Regions from separate parts of the Mus musculus genome. Here region 2 is linked to region 1. A link is a contact called in public Hi-C data. All regions are on one chromosome and are shown on one strand. The core of a region is the stretch at or near the end of the contact, and the rest is flanking DNA. Distances in the headings are between cores, read along the strand shown.

Evidence for each region. A called contact is a pair of places that touch in the nucleus more often than the background predicts.
Region 2: a Hi-C map of uterus shows a contact between it and region 1, with 4 times the contacts expected there. The contact joins two enhancer-like sites. A contact is called at or near these places in 1 of 15 datasets of contacts at CTCF or cohesin (the NIH/3T3 cell line), 16 of 484 Hi-C or Micro-C datasets (the G1E-ER4 cell line, adipose-derived mesenchymal stem cells, bone marrow-derived macrophages and 8 more) and 3 of 115 datasets of contacts at active chromatin or transcription factors (fibro-adipogenic progenitors, forebrain and pancreatic cancer cells).

What each region holds. Positions count from the first base shown.
Region 1 is chr10:111,921,150-111,926,174 of GRCm38.p6, reverse strand. No RefSeq gene overlaps it. Among named protein-coding and RNA genes, the nearest start is that of Krr1, 49 kb to the left of the region's middle. Within about 2 kb of position 1,529, at least 60 of the 459 cell types and tissues checked have an H3K27ac peak or open chromatin away from gene starts, as enhancers often do. A contact at or near this core is called in the NIH/3T3 cell line and uterus, where this site is marked.
Region 2 is chr10:111,768,137-111,773,193 of GRCm38.p6, reverse strand. It overlaps the pseudogene Gm46193. Among named protein-coding and RNA genes, the nearest start is that of Gm30624, 86 kb to the right of the region's middle. Within about 2 kb of position 3,408, at least 35 of the 459 cell types and tissues checked have an H3K27ac peak or open chromatin away from gene starts, as enhancers often do. A contact at or near this core is called in the NIH/3T3 cell line and uterus, where this site is marked.

The DNA of each region.
Region 1 (5,025 bases), core at 280-2,779:
TGTTGGTTAGGGACAGGACTTTGTGCCCACTTGCCCGTCTCAGTGCCGGGATTTTGTCTGGTTTGAACCATGGGTCTTTGCACGATGCCACCATTTCTGTGAGTTCATATGGGCATTAGTGCTTGTTGCATCTGAAAGACACTGCTTCCATGGAATCTTCCACCCCCTCTGGCTCTTACGATCTCTCTGTCTCATCTGTGGCATACATCTTTGAGCCTTGAGCGCTCTCATCCCTTCTTACTGTCTTTTGCTTTAACACTAGCTCCCAAGACTTGTGAGAAGCTACAATCTATTTCTTCTCATCTATTCCGTGTTTCAGCTCAGTGAGACTGTTAGGTAAAGGCCCCCATGCTGTCAGGAACTCACATTCTAAGTGTTATCTTAACACACATGACGAACAGGGTCAGCATCCTTGCAGAAAGGGCATGAACAAGCGATGGGAAGGCATTTAAAGATACCCAGTCGAAAAACGTGAAATTTTCCCCGCTAGGGGGCAGTGCTCGAAAGAATAACAGTCTTTACACTTGCAGTTAGGCGGGACAGAGAACAATGACCTCCTTGTTATTTCCTACCCCACATGCCGAGCACATAAAGATTTTATTTCTTTGGAGAAAAGAGGGGCAAAAGACATTTTCTCTGACTTGAGGCAGAATTCACTGACGGTGCTTTCTTCGCTTGCTAAGCTCAGAGCAAGAGATGCTGGTAGCACTTAATATTCAGAATCACTAAAGCATACATTAAAGAAAGTGTGCCTATAAAAACGAAATCTTTCTGTAGTAAACTTTTAAGGAGAAGGTATTTGTCAAATTAATGACGACGGATCAGGAAAAAACTGGTTGCTCTGGTTTGAAAAATCACTAAAATTTGCTACGGTGAATAACTTACTTAATAAATAACCTTTTTTCCTCCCTTTGTGTGCGTAACAGTCACACATGCTGTATCGTTCAGAAACAAAGGCATTATCTATGCAATAAAATGAAGGAGTTAAATGTTGCTCTTTGAAGAAGGAAAGGAATATTGGATGAAGTGGTTCAAGGTGTTACTGAAGATAGAGTGTAAAGACTATGAGCGCATTGTATACCTGCTTCAGTCTCCAACGGGAACAGCATGAATTCCACCAAAGTGGAGACATTGTTTCTTTAAACCCTAATTACAGCCCACAGACCAGGGAGCAGGAGGGATTAGTTGAGCATTCCTGCCTTTCATGGGAAACCAGAGAGGGTAGGCGAGAAAAAGATCACAGAAAGAGTTTTCCCAAGAATGCCAGATTCAAACCTCCTCACTTTTTGGAAAGCCAACCAACGGACTTCAATAACCATCATGGAGGTGTCCAGGACAGGAACGCACTGGAGAAGCTAGCACAGCACTGGGTGCTATAGAGTGCTGTAAACCTTGATCTTTAGCTCATCTTAATAATAAGCAGCATGGGGATACATCGAATGGGGAAGCCAGTCCAAAGGAAGGATGTGTCTTCTACCCCAACTCAGTAAAACAGGTCCCCTTGCTAAAAAAAAAAAAAAGCATGCTAATTGGGAAGTCCCGGCCTTACTATCAACTCCCCTAGTCAGAGGGTAACATCAGAGGGGAGAAGTTGTTGTGATTCCTACCCACTCACTTCTGCCTTTGTCCTGGAAGGACAGAGTAGGAAGCAAGCCTACTGCAAACAAACAAACAAACAAACAAGCAAACAAGCATATAAATGTTTCATAGAAGATCAAACTTTGTCTTCCCAGCCATCCGTAGCTGTGTGACCCTGCATGGCCCTGCCCAGGACTGTCATGTGGCACACACAGTTCTTTTTGCAGAAGGAGATAACAGATACGCTCACATCACAGGATCAATGGGCAGGAAATAAGGGCAGAGGCAACTCAGCCGCTCTTCACAGAGCTTCTTCTGTTATGAGTCCCTCATGATCTCACAGGCTTGACTGACTTCAAAGGAGTAGGCTGTCATGGGGACTATGTAAAAACTTAGTCAAAGATACTAGAGATCCAACTATTCATGTTCTCAAGGGTCTTAAACTTTTCAAACCTTCAGTTTTTGTTCAGCACTTAAAAAAAAAAAAAGAGGAACTTTTCCCCATTTCAGGAGTGTACAAGCTGCAGTTGTAAAATATATGACTGCATGAGACCATAGTGACCTTTCTAGAACCCCTCCCAATCTTCTACACCCCCATCCCCACCCTGAGCAGCTAAGAAAATAGCACTCCCTGCCCCTGCTGAGAACTACAAATACAAGATTAAGATCAGGCATAAAGATGAAGTGACTTTAAAAACCAGTGTGTTATCCAGTGAGAGCGGCTTATTAAAGAATTCTAAACTGTATAGCTGTTCATAAATATACTCCCAAGAAATATTGAAGCTCTGACACCAAAAGTAATAAAACTACGTACACAAATACTATTCATTATGTGTAGTCACAGAGCAACCAGCTTATTTCTGGTCTTATCAGCGTCAACGTGGCAATAAAGTGTCTCCTTGTACTTCTGACTTCCTTATTAAAATGCACTAAATTTGTTTTTTTTATACATAGGGAGATAAGGTTATTAATTACACAAGCTCCTTATCAGCAAAATGTAAAATAGCAGGAGACACTAAGAAGGAAAAGAAACATTGAGAGGAAAGAAATTTAGGGTACAAGAAACCTTACAGGGTGAATGTGGAAGCCATATATATGAGACTTAATTTTTTCAATTAAAACATTTCATTGGCAAGTATTTGTAATTGGAAGAAAAACAATAAAAAGGCAATTAATGAAAAAGAATATACACATGTACGTGTGTGATTTACTGATTAACGTTAAAAGCATAAATTGTTGTCTCCCAGTGCTAAGACCTTTACAAATCTTAAGAGATACGCTCGCTCAGCAGGACTGTGCAGCAGAGTCCGTAGAGGCAGAGGAGAGGTGAGCTCAGAGGCCACTGCATATTCCTGGCTGTGTTTCCTGTAGAAAGCAGCTAATAACTGATGTTTGGGTTGACATAATTTGTGGGAACTTTACACTTACGAGGAGCAAGCACTCAGCAAATGTAAGGTGGGGGTTATCTTCCCCCCAGAAGGAGAAAATAAAGTGGAGCGGTCAGGTCTGTCCTTCAGTGCTTTAGTGCGCAGGACACTGGTGCTATGTCAGCAGCCGGCTCTCTGCTGATCACCAAGATGTCTGGGGAAGAGACTCTCAACACAGGGCATGAGCTAACAACCTCAGTCTTAGAAAAGACCACCTCCACGCACTTTAGTTTCTGTGGATTTACCGGCTACAGTCTCAAAATAGGTTAGTGGAAAATCATTTGTGTTGGCACTAGCAAATATTTTTAGACTAATTCGTCTCAACTACACATACCCATATGCAGTGTGCAAACTGAATCACAACCTATAACTTAGAGGACTAGATAATGAGGATTGGAGAAGCCATTAATGTAAATAAATGTTGATCAAGCTCAGGGGGCTCAAATCCACAAATCCAACTGGCTGAAAGCATCAGATTTTATACCACACTATGGTCTATGCATACTTTCTCTGGACCGATCTTTCTCTTTATAAAGTGCAATTTTATAAGCCTTCAGAACACTTTTAAAGCCTTTTCTGGAAATGTAGCACAAAATAAAGATGTTTTATGTGTCTGGAAGAAGGCCACGTCTAAGCCACTTCATCCCCATTTGGGGACTAGAGAAAGAAAGGTGTGTATGGTACAGGGGCTGTATTGGCTGCAGGCTATTATCGTGTGTTGCCTGCATTTGGCAATCTGAAGTGAAAAAAAAAACGATTGCAGACCATTGCAACAATAGCAAAGCACATTGCCCCAACCTTTAGCAATACCAATGAGAAAAAAGATTGTCATGATTAATTTACAATAAAATATATAATCCCCTCTTTTAAGCTCTGCCGGCCTGAAACTGTAGCAAGCTTAGAAACGTTCTAAATAATTAATCTCCTGTTAACTATACCCTCTCACTTCATAGCCCATTCATAATGAGGGCCACCTGCTAAGCCAGCAAGATATGGGATAACTAAGAAAGAATTCGTCGTTAGCCTCAATGAAGAAATTACTTCAATTCAGAGTCTAGACCAGTGGTTCTCAACCTGTGGGTCGCGACCCTATAGGGATTGATTATTGCACATCCTGTATATCAGATATTACATTACAACACATAATAGTAGCGAAATCACAGTTTTAAAGTATCAATGAAAATAATTTTATGGTTGGATGTTACCTTATAGCATGAGGAACTGTATTAAAGGGTCCAAGCATTAGGAAGGCGGAGCATCACGGGTCTAGACTTCATTTGCATCTGCACTGTATAAAGAAAGCGGCTCTGGCTATTGTTCAGTCATACAGTTGGCCAAGTGGTACTGGATTACACATCCGAGTCGGTGCTGGTTAGGGACTACTAGCTCTCGGAGGCCCGCCTCACAGCTGTTTAACCTCAATCTCCTGTCAGATACTCCAGTCAGATGCATGCACGCACCCACACACACACAAGCACGCACTAGGATGGCCTTGAGGCCAGAGCCTCTCTAGCTGTTCCGTTTTTCCCTCGGCTCCCCATACAGAACTTTTAAGGAGTGAACCACATCCCTTCCTAGAACAATTTCACATGCAAAAGGTTTCCTGTGGAACATCTGTCATGCAGAATGGGAAACCAAACATGAATGGAAGATTTCTGATTTTAACTAAAGTAATTCCAAGATATGTTGAAACCTTAAGAGCGAAGATGTTCTTCTCTTTAAAAATGGTCTTTCCCTTAAAGGTAGCTGGTCACTGGAAGAAAAGCCAGCTGAACAACATAGTCCAAGCTGTAGCATTTTATATCAAACTGTTAGGAATGAAAGAAACAGTTGGGTGAACAAACTGATTTCTAAGACAATACAACAGCCAGGATGACATCTCCTTAAATGTGGGTTTAATGTCCCTCTGAAGGTTTTGAAAAGAGTATTAAATTCCTGTGTACTTTCTAGATGGCAGTGTTACCTTGACATTTATGTCTCATCAAATTTAGAACAGAGCATTATTCCCAGGTATAAGTTT
Region 2 (5,057 bases), core at 2,159-4,658, 150 kb after region 1:
TGAACTTATGAAATTCCTAGGCAAATGGTTGGACCTGGAGGGCATTATCCTGAGTGAGGTAACCCAATCACAAAAGAACTCAAATGATATGTACTCACTGATAAGTGGATATTAGCCCAGAAACTTAGAATACCCAAGATATAAGTTACAATTTGCAAAACACATGAAACTCAAGAAGAATGAAGACCAAAGTGTGGACATTTTGCCCCTTCTTAGGATTGGGAACAAAACACCCATGGAAGGAGTTACAGAGACAAAGTTTGGAGCTGAGACAAAAGAACAGACCATCTACAGACTGCCATATCCAGGGATCCATCCCATAATCAGCCTCCAAAAGCTGACACCATTGCATACACTAGCAAGATTGTGCTGATAGGACCCTGATATAGCTGTCTCTTGTGAGACTATGCCAGGGCCTAGCAAACACATAAGTGGATGCTCACAGTCCACTATTGGATGGATCACAGGACCCCCAAAGGAGGAGCTAGAGAAAATACCCAAGGAGCTAAAGGGATCTGCAACCCTATAGGTGGAACAACAATATAAACTAACCAGTACCCCGGAGCTCTTGACTCTAGCTGCATATGTATCAAAAGATGGCCTAAGTCGGCCATCACTGGAAAGAGAGGCCCATTGGACTTCCAAACTCTATATGCCCCAGTACAGGGGAACGCCAGGGCCAAAAAGTGGGAGTGGGTGAGTAGGGGGGTGGGGGGGGAGGGTATGGGGGACTTTTGGGATAGCATTGGAAATGTAAATGAGGAAAATACCTAATAAAAAAATTTTAAAAAATCTGCATCCAGGACAGTTTCAAAGTGGCTACTCCAAGATGGTCCAGTCTCCCAGACTGCCTCAGCTGCATTTTGTTTCCTCAAAATCTGCATCTGTATGAACTGGGTGACAGTTCGTACAATGGATGAGAAGGCTGGTTAAATGTCACTGCTGTGCTTGGGGTTCACTGCAGTCAAGAACAGCCTGCCTTCTAACAAATTCAAGTGAGTTCTCTTCCCTCAGAGTTTGTGAAGTTAGAGAATGTGCTTAAGGGGAGAAAAGAGAACTCATTTCACCTGACAGAGTATTCACCTCATATACAGAGCAGCTTCTTTTGCTATGTAAAGAATCCTTGGTGTTCTTGGCAGAATAAACTAAATTAGTGTATGAAGAAGCCCTTGAGAAGACAGAAGAAGCCCTTATGTGGGTCAACATAAGTAGACCCATGAGTTTGAGACTTCAAATGCTTGTGAGCAAAATTTGGCTTTGTGTAATGAAGGATAGAATGAGTGTCTGCATAAGAACATTTGCAAAGGCTCTACCTGTGGAAGAGGCTCTCATCTATGGAAGGGTGCTGCTGGCCCACCTGAGTCACGGCAGGCAGATTTCCACACTTGGAACTCTTCCTCCCAGCCGGCAGGGCTGCTGAGTCAAGGCTCCTTCTCTGCTGGTGGAAAAAGCTCATTCTCTGACCAGTGAGTGTCACACAGAATTCTCCCTCCCGACATTACCAGCCAGTTTTTACCTTAAAGTTACATGTGTCCCTTACCTTCTCTTGGATTCTACTGAATCCAACTCAAAGTACCACAGATTAAGATCATGATTGCCCCCCTTCTATCTCCTTCCAGCCCAACTTCTCTTTCCTGCCTTTCTGTTTATTCAGCAAATACCTCTTAAGCACTTCTGCATAGATCACCAGCACCACTGCTAAAGGCGTCACTGACCAGCAAAGCCTTGTCCCTCGCAGCCCTCTATAGCCTTATAACAACTAAGATCTGCTGTTGTGATTTGAACAAGAAACAGCCCCCAGAGGCTCATGTGTTTGAACACTTGGTCCCAAGATGATGAAATTGTCTAGAGACATCTGTCAGACATTTATGAGGTAGGATCTAGCTTGAAGATGTAGGTCACCAGGAGCAAGTTCTGGTGGAGAAAGGGGAGGAACTGTATTATTCCTGTCACCTTCATGTCACCCTCTCTGCTTCCTGGCCTCCGGCCATGACACAGAACAAGCCTGCCTCCAGCCATGACACAGATAAGATTTCAATGCAAGCACAGGGTCATCCGTTCCCTGTTATAGTCGACTGAAGTATTTGAAACGATGACATAAAAATAAACCCTTCCTTCCTTACATTTCTTTTGTCAAATATTACCACAGTGGTGAGAAAAAGTCACCACCCTACTGAGCCCCTATTCCCACGTCTTCCTGCATCTAACCTCTCCAAGCCTGACTTAGACAGGCCAACTCGGCTCTACCACAGTTCTCCACTTCTGCCCAGTCCCTCTCAAAATCAGACCCTTCCATGGATAGACCTAACTGTGTGATGCTTGTAAGCCATGCCGCTCAAGGTGTGATGTGTGGGTCTCCAGCGGCTGTATCATCTGGTAACTTGCTAGACATGCACAACAGAATCTCCCTTTATTGCCACACCCAAGATCACTTACATATGCTCATGACATACTGTCTGACAGTACCAGTCCAATGTATGGATTCTCACGTAACAGTTTATGGCAAAGGCTAACAAAGCTATAGCCAACTAGGGTAATAAGGTTTGTTAGCCATTTTAAAATAGTCTCTGAGATAAGAATAATGACACTAGTGGGGGAATCAAAAGGAGGGTCGTTATTTCCCAACACATGAAATGGTATGAAGTCCAAATATTAGTGTCTACAAGTATAGCTTTGTTGGAACATATGTCCATTCATTAATATTTGCCTATGCCTACTTTTACACACAATGGCAGAGTTGAGCATTTATAGCAAAGACTGTATGACTGGTAAGTACAATAATATTTTATATCTGGTCCTTTTCAGAGGTTTGGTGACTCTTGTTTTTAGAAGAAAACAATCATGATCAAGTGGGAAAAAGAATGAGCTAGAAAGAGAGTTTGGTAGCGTGGTAGTTTGGCGTGCTGCCAAGCCTGATGACCTCAGTTCAACCTCAGGAAACCACCTAAGAGGGGTGCCAACTCCCTCCTCTGTCCTCTGACCTCCATTCATGCACACACATACATGCACTAGGTAAATGAATGTCAAACAATTAAATAATAGAACTGCCAGTTATGAGGTAGGAAGGGGAAGAAAGTAAATAGCTGAGCAAGTGAAGTTTCCTCCTGAGTGCTAAACCCTCTGGTGACCCAGCTGCTGCAGAGTGGGAGCTTGTATCTGTTACCCTCATCACTTCCCGCTGATGATTGCTCCCCGTGGAAACGCAGAGGTGGGCTTTAAACATGACAAGAGAGTGTGTATGTTGGGGGGGGGGGGGTTGTCCCAGAGGTTCAGAGTTGAGGAGGGATACATGGAGGATTTGAGGTTCACTAGCTTCACGACACAGTCTTCACTTAGGTTCATACTCCTCAAACAAAATCAGTGGCCGGGGAGGGGGCTATCTCTAGCCCTGGAGAGCTAAATGACTCACTACTTCTATTGAAAGGAATGCCTAAAAATGAAAGCATTCCAGTTTGAACATCACAGCCGCTCTGCCTGCAGCCCTTCTTTTTTCCACATTCCATAATTTCATGTCTCCAGGAGACCAGTTCGGACTTTATTCATGATCTAAACGTTCACACAGCGGTACACTTCGGAGAATGGTAGTTATTATGATTTACTAAGAAATGTTCTGTAGGTTGCTTTTTTCTTCCATTCCCATTCTCTCAAACTTTATGGCCTTGCCTTTTCCTTCTGTATTGCCAGCATGAGGACAATAGTCAATAATTTTAAGAAACCATTTTCGTAGTTTCAAAAAGCTTCTACCTAAAGAACAGCTCGGGTGTCGGGGAGCAGTGCAGTTGATAAGAATGCTTGCGTGAAGCTGGGCGGTGGTGGCACACGCCTTTAATCCCAGCACTTGGGAAGCAGAGGCAGGCGGATTTCTGAGTTCGAGGCCAGCCTGGTGTACAGAGTGAGTTCCAGGACAGCCAGGGCTATACAGAGAAACCCTGTCTCAAAAAACAACAACAACAACAACAACAACAACAACAACAAAACAAAAACACCCCCCCCCAAAAAAACAAACAAACAAAAATGCTTGCATGGAGCTCTTAGATTCAATCCCCAGTCCCACATAAACTTAGTTGAAGGCAGATTCTGTCGTCCCATACTCTGTTGGTAGAGGCAGGAGGATTAGAAGATCAGTTATCCTTGACTAAGCAATGACTTGGAGGCCAGCCTGTGCTACGTAAGGCCCACAGTTTAAAAATAAATAAATGGGGCCAGCAAAAGTTTCATCAGGTAAAGGTGTCATGGCCACCAGAGTTCTACCCCTATAAAGGTGTTAGGAGAGAACCAACTCTACAAACTTGTCCTCTGACCTCCACGTAGACCGCACTACACATTACCACACATATACACTGCATACACACACACATTGACAATAGTAATATGTTTTAAATGATGATGAAAAACTTCTCAAATGTGTTCAACTCAAAACATAAGGGATTATTCTAAAAGTGCACACAACATCCAACTCCTTCAAATGACAAAAGGATTTGAAATTATGAGCCTTGAGGAGGCCATAGTTACTTGAGAATGTTTCCTGAAATTTATCAGGAAATGAAGGAAGGCAAAGGAGGAAGAATTGAGATCTTTATCAACCTGTAGCCCACGTGTCTTTTTGTTGTTGTCGTTGTCGTCATCATCGTTGTTGTTGTTGAGAAAGTTTTTGTGGCTTTAATGTATCATGAGGCATTGAAACATCTGAACAAATCAGTATCTAGGCGGTTGGTGAGGCAGCTGTTTTCCCTTCACTCCTTCGGGTTACTAAAGCAACTTGTCAGTAGATTAAAAAATAAATAAATAAACCAAAACCAAAACCCGACCATCTTTTGCATTACTTAAGTCCTTCCAAGGCATGCGCTGGTACAGCACAAACGTTTCCTGTCAGATGGCGACTCGTCTAGCATCCAAACATCATGCACAGCACCGTGGTGACAGAAGCCCACTGCACCCGTTCCCGCCTGGCCCTGCTTGTTGGTGTGTGATATTTGGAGCATCTGGAGGAGTGAGCTAGGATTGGGAAGAGGGAGGGGGAAACAGCGTGACTGTCTGGCCAGGAGGAGGTCAACCGA